Regions from separate parts of the Mus musculus genome. Here region 1 is linked to region 2. A link is a contact called in public Hi-C data. All regions are on one chromosome and are shown on one strand. Each heading gives the region's core, a stretch centred on a gene start, on an enhancer-like site or on the middle of the called end of the contact. The rest is flanking DNA. Distances are from core to core; before and after follow the strand shown.

What was found. Hi-C and Micro-C count contacts between places; a contact is called where the count stands out from the background.
Region 1: a Hi-C map of bone marrow-derived macrophages shows a contact between it and region 2, with 40 read pairs. The contact joins two enhancer-like sites. A contact is called at or near these places in 3 of 15 datasets of contacts at CTCF or cohesin (CD8 T cells, the NIH/3T3 cell line and large pre-B cells), 7 of 484 Hi-C or Micro-C datasets (bone marrow-derived macrophages, embryonic fibroblasts, embryonic stem cells and 3 more), 15 of 115 datasets of contacts at active chromatin or transcription factors (CD8 T cells, the HPC-7 cell line, bone marrow-derived macrophages and 8 more) and 3 of 9 other capture datasets (adipose tissue, liver and pancreatic islet).

The regions. Positions count from the first base shown.
Region 1 is chr7:80,580,945-80,583,644 of GRCm38.p6, forward strand. No RefSeq gene overlaps it. Among named protein-coding and RNA genes, the nearest start is that of Gm42398, 26 kb to the left of the region's middle. Within about 2 kb of position 1,422, at least 106 of the 459 cell types and tissues checked have an H3K27ac peak or open chromatin away from gene starts, as enhancers often do. A contact at or near this core is called in the HPC-7 cell line, adipose tissue, bone marrow-derived macrophages and 1 more, where this site is marked.
Region 2 is chr7:80,424,216-80,426,961 of GRCm38.p6, forward strand. No RefSeq gene overlaps it. Among named protein-coding and RNA genes, the nearest start is that of Gm44851, 21 kb to the left of the region's middle. Within about 2 kb of position 1,471, at least 68 of the 459 cell types and tissues checked have an H3K27ac peak or open chromatin away from gene starts, as enhancers often do. A contact at or near this core is called in the HPC-7 cell line, adipose tissue, bone marrow-derived macrophages and 1 more, where this site is marked.

The DNA of each region.
Region 1 (2,700 bases), core at 172-2,671, 160 kb after region 2:
AGAGTGCATCTAATGGGCTGCGTGGATGGGCCAGCATTGTGGAATTTCATGGCCCAGTTCCGGGAGGTGAGGGCCCAGGTAGCCTCCAGCTTGCAGAACTCCGTCCTGGGCCCAATAAAAGACCTGTAGATGTTTGCAGAGGTTTGTTTGTTTGTTTGTTTTTTGGAGAGAATCAAAGCCCCTGAAGAAACCACCAGAGGAAAAGCCTGATTTTAAAGGGTTGGAACAAGTAACAAGCAAACATTGTTAGAGGTTGGTCTGGAGGCTCCTGAGGCTACGTAGGCATTGGTATCTTGAGAAGGTAGAGCAGAGCTGCCGGCTCCCAGCTGCTCTGGAGCCAGCACAGCTGCAGAGGCAGCCATGAGACCTTTCTGAGTAGTCCCAAACACTAAGGTGTTCACTTCAGAAGTCGTGGGCCCATTGCTTCTCAGAAATCATTTTCTCATGGTTTGAGGTCTTTGTAATAAAGGACTCACTTTAATATAAAGAATAACCAGAGGTGGTGGGATAGGCCTGTAATTCCAGCACTGGGGAGGTGGAAAACAAAAAGTGGGGAGTTCAGAAGTTGTTCTCAAAATGCAGCAGTTGGAGACTGGTATGGACTATAGAACAATAGCTAACAATAAATAACAATAGCAACAGAATCCAAAGACTAACAGCAGAAATGGAGGATGCTCATCCTGTAGTGATGGGGAGGGGAGGTGGGGCGTCCCTCTCTTTATCTGATAAAGAAACTGAGGCAGAGAGCAACCACCAGCTTGCCTCTTTTTCACAGTAAAGGGTGGAGGGCAGACATTAACCCCAGTGTCTCACTAGAGAGTCCATATGCTTAGGCCCCATGTCTGCTCCTGAATGGGGACCCTGTTTGCTTCTATGGTCCTGGCTGATGTCGGGATGTTTCTTTTCACTCCCAGAAGGATCTGGTTTGGGCAATGCATGTCCTTTGCTATCACAGGAAGACACTGGTGGACAGTTTGCAAAGCCTAGCCTACAGCTGCTGTGTCCATGGATTCTGGCCCCTGGGTCTCCTTCTCTTGGGCCCCTCCTGTGAGATGCTTCATGAAGCAGCTAAGATTTCCTACTTCAGGGGCTCGTGTTGATACTCAGAAAACCATTCAACTTTCTCCCTGCTCCCTCCCAAGGGAAAAGCAGTCTGTCCTTACCCATGTTGTCAGCAGTTAGTCTGTCTTTATCCATGGTGTTGCCATTGTAGTTAGGGGTGGGCAATCACAGCCCAGAAATAGAAAATGGAAAGTTCCAGAGATGCATTTTTCTCTTTCTCTTGGCCTTTTTGTTTTTGAGTCAGAGCCTCAGGTAGCCCAGGATAGCCTCAGATTCACTATCCTCCTGCCTCCACCTCCAACGCGCTCAGGCTACAGGCATGTGCATCACAATGGGGAAGTCTTGCTTCCCCACGGGTATATGTGAACCAGAGGCAAGGACTGTCTAAATCAATTCTGACTTCCCAGTTCCCAGCTCAGTAGCCTCCAGCACCATCTCTCTCTCTCTCTCTCTCTCTCTCTCTCTCTCTCTCTCTCTCTCTCTCTCTCTCTCACACACACACACACACACACACACACACACACACACACACACAGAGTCAGGACTGCCCGGTTATTTTCTTTAGTTCCAAATTCTAACACTTCAACCATCCATCACCAACTCCGAGTCAGGACTCCCGTACTTATATTGGGAGGCATAGCAGCACAGTAGTTTTTTTTCTTGTTTGTTTGTTTGTTTGTTTTTCCCTATCAATTTCCCCCAGGCATCAGGCATAAATCAGGCTGTTGTAAAACCTTCAAGGTTGGCAGCAGAGAATCCAGACACCTGTGGCTGGGACTAGCTCAGCCCTTCTGGCAAAGATTCCCTGATGACAAAGGCTTAGGAGGAATGGGTGGGGGATGAGGAGTGGGAAGCCCATTCTGCAAGGACAGGCCAGAGCACGGAGTCCACACCCGGAACAGCGGCCAAACAATGGTGGGAGCGAAGGTTACCGGACAGGATGTAAATAGTGCAAGCCTTGACAATGAGAAAACTCAAACTCATAAAATGTGGGAGGGGAAGGAGCCCGGAAGTGGTGACGAGCTCATTTCCTCTCCTAAACTCGGGTCCTCGGGAGATGCCGTCTGTCCGTCTGTCTGTCCGCAGTCCCAGTCTGTCAAAAGCACAAGTCAAGCACTTAGTATTGTTCTTTGAAAAAACGTATTAGCGACGTAAAAAGCATGTGACTCTTTGTGGCTTGGTAACTTTCCCCATCACATCTAGATTTCCTTTTGTTCTGTTAAACAGAATTTTTTTTTCTTAAAAGCACACTATTACTGGGGCGCATTCCCCTACCGCTGATCCTTTCTCTATCATCCACGGTGCACACCTCTCTACCAAAGCTGCCTGGGTACCAGCCAGCCCCAGTGATTTCTAGGAGTTCCAGGTTCCAACCACTTGAAAGCCTAGCCTCAGGGGTGTGGCTCGGCGCTGTTTTGCATCTGTGATCATGAATGTGCACATTTATAAAAACAAGGCTCTTTCTTTCTGGACAGTGGTAGAGATCAATTCAGGGTTTCACTTTCTTCCCCAGGCCAGTAAAGCCCTTTAAAACACCTTTTTTTTTTTTTTAAATTTTACATTAAAAAAAATGCATCCAGTGCCTACAGAGGCCAGAAAAGGGCATAGGCTCCCTGGAACTGGAGTCTTGAATGGTTG
Region 2 (2,746 bases), core at 221-2,720:
TCAAGGGTTGCAATTCTATTTTTTTTATTATTATTAATTAACTACTATGTGTCTTCGTGCATATACATGCATGCAGGCCCCACGGTGGTGCTTGTGTGAAACAACCTCCAGGAAGCTTTCTCTTTCCACTTTGTGGGTTCTGAGGATTGAACTCAGATTGTCAGGTTTAGTGATGGGGCGGGGGGGGTGTTGTCTGCTTAGCCACTCTGCTAGTGGGAGTGCTAAGATTTTGAGACTGTGCCACCATGCCCAGCTTCCCTGGAAGACACTACAAGGACGAACGGTGGGAGGGATGCTGTGGCCAGCAGAGGCCAAGACCAAAGGGCCAGGTGTCCACTTGGTGACTGCTGCAGGATCCAGCTGAGCAGTGGGCAGCCCTGAATGCAAATGGTAGGTGTGTGTGGCTGTAGGTAGACTGGACAGGATTCAGTGGAGGCTTGGACATGGGTAAAACAAGCCAAACTCAGAACCAAAGATGACTCCTTGATTTGGAGCTAAATGCAGGGATGGTAGGGTGATCTGCTGAGACAGGAAAGCCATGGAAGAGGATATGGTGGGCGATGCCACTTAACGATGTCCAGAAGAGACTGGAGAGATAGCTTAGGGGTTAAGAGAACTGGCTGCTCTTCCAGAGCCAGGTGTTGGTTCCTAGCTCCAAGGCAGAGATTAATGCCCTTCTGTAACTCCAGTTCCAGGCGATCGGGTGCCCTCTTCTGGCCACCTTGGGTATGTATTCATGAGCTGCACAGACGTAAATGCATGGAAAAGCACCTATACCATACACCAAAAAAATGAGGAGTACAGCACCTAGCCAACTATGGTGGCGCACACCTTTAATCCCAGCACTCAGGAGGCAGAGGCAGGTGGATCTCTATGACTTTGAGGTCAGCCTGATCTACAGAGTGAGTTCCAAGACACCCAGGGCTACACAGAGAAAAAAACCTTGTTTCAGGGGGAAATAAGTCAGTGTGGTGACAGTAACCCCAGCCTAGCTTTTCATGACCTTGGTACCTGGCCTGGTAGCACACACCTTTAATCCCAGCCCTTGAAAGGCAATCTCTGTAACTTTGAGGGTAGCCAGCTAGGGTTACACAGTGAGACCTTGTAACTTTAATTGTTTCAAATCCTATTTTTAATGGTGGTTCTTAAACACTTTAACCTTCCTTGTAAGCCACCACCCACCAGAGGTAGTGGGAAAAAAAGGATATGGTGTGTGGGGGTGGGGGTGGGGGAAGTGGACCTGTTTAGAAAGGATCTTGGGAGCAACTCCCATCTGTATTGTCTGGAAATCAGCAGTTCAGTTCCCAGAGTCAGTAGTGACAGCTCCATCCACTCACAAACACCTCACAGATACACCAGCAGTCCGGTTCAGTAGGTCGGGTTAGCAACAGTGGTGACACAACCTAGCAGAGACAGCCAGGCCTTAGCCTAGGCTTGAGTCAAGAGGAGGAACCAACAGGAACCCCCAGAGAAGCTCTCGTCTGTGCATCTCTCAGGGAAGTGAAGATCATTGAAGATGCAAGAGCCACAAGCATTGCACTGCTAGCTGTCCCAGCAAGCCAAGCTGTCTCTGTCACCATGGAGTCCTATTTATACCTCCAAACATCACGTCTTCCACATGTCTTGCCTCAGCACGTCCATCCAATCAGCCCAAGTCTGCAGAAGCAGCAACAAACTGCAGCACACCACCAAAAATTTTTCCGTGGTTTCTCTCTTTGGTGTCCCAGCAAATGTAGCTCAACTGCTCAGTGTAAGGCAGAGCAATGCATGCGTGCTGTTAGCAAAGACTCCATCATGCTTCATCACTCCTCCTTTCACGTGCTTGCTTTAGCAGAGCATCCTCTCTCCTGTGTCTGCTTCAGCACAATGTTCCTTCATGAGTCTGCCTTAGCCTTTCACACCTGTGTCCACTTCTGGAAAACACCCCTTCATGTGTTTGATCCAGCAAAACACCGTCCAACTAACTTTCCAAAGAACCCTTAAGTTTCCACTTCAAGACCCTGTCTCAAAAAAGGAAGGAAAGGAAGTCTTTATAAAATGCCTACTGCCACATCAGCTGGATGCAGTTCTCTTAGGGCCTTGCACTAGGTCTGATTGCGGGATCACTTGCCAGCTCTAAGGCCTGGGTCAGTGACTTCTCCTGAATAGTTTCTCCTCCTCCTCCTCTTCTTCCTTTCCCTCCTCTTCCTCCTCCTCCTCTTCCTCCTTCCATGGCCTCCTTCGGTTGCCAAGGGTCATGTGCAACAATACAAACAGAAGCAGGAACTCAGCAAGTGACAGTTCCCGGTCCCTGGGTAGTAGTGGTGCAATTGGCAACAGGCACGTGGCTTCCTTTTTCTCTCTGACTCAGGCGGCTGCTTGTCTGACCCAAGCTGGTCCTGAGCTCGCTCTGTGGCTGAGGCTGATCTGTCTGCCTCTGCTCTCCAAGTGCAGGCCTTACTGGCCTGAGTCACCACACCCCACGATCTGCTGGGTTCAGTGAGTTTACCTTGTGCACAGGTTAGGCAAAGCTCACCAAGAGGACAGGGAAGACGGGGAGGGGACATCGTAACCCTGTATCTGAAATAAAGGAGGGGTGGCTTCCATTATTCAGAATAGAGTGGCATTGCCTGTGTCAAAATAGCAGAAGGACTGGGAAGACGCAAACAAAGAAATGGAACAGGAGAAAACCAACTAAGCCAGGTGTTGTCATGCATGCCTGTCAGCACAACACTTAGGAAGCTGAGGCAGGAGGATCACCATGAGC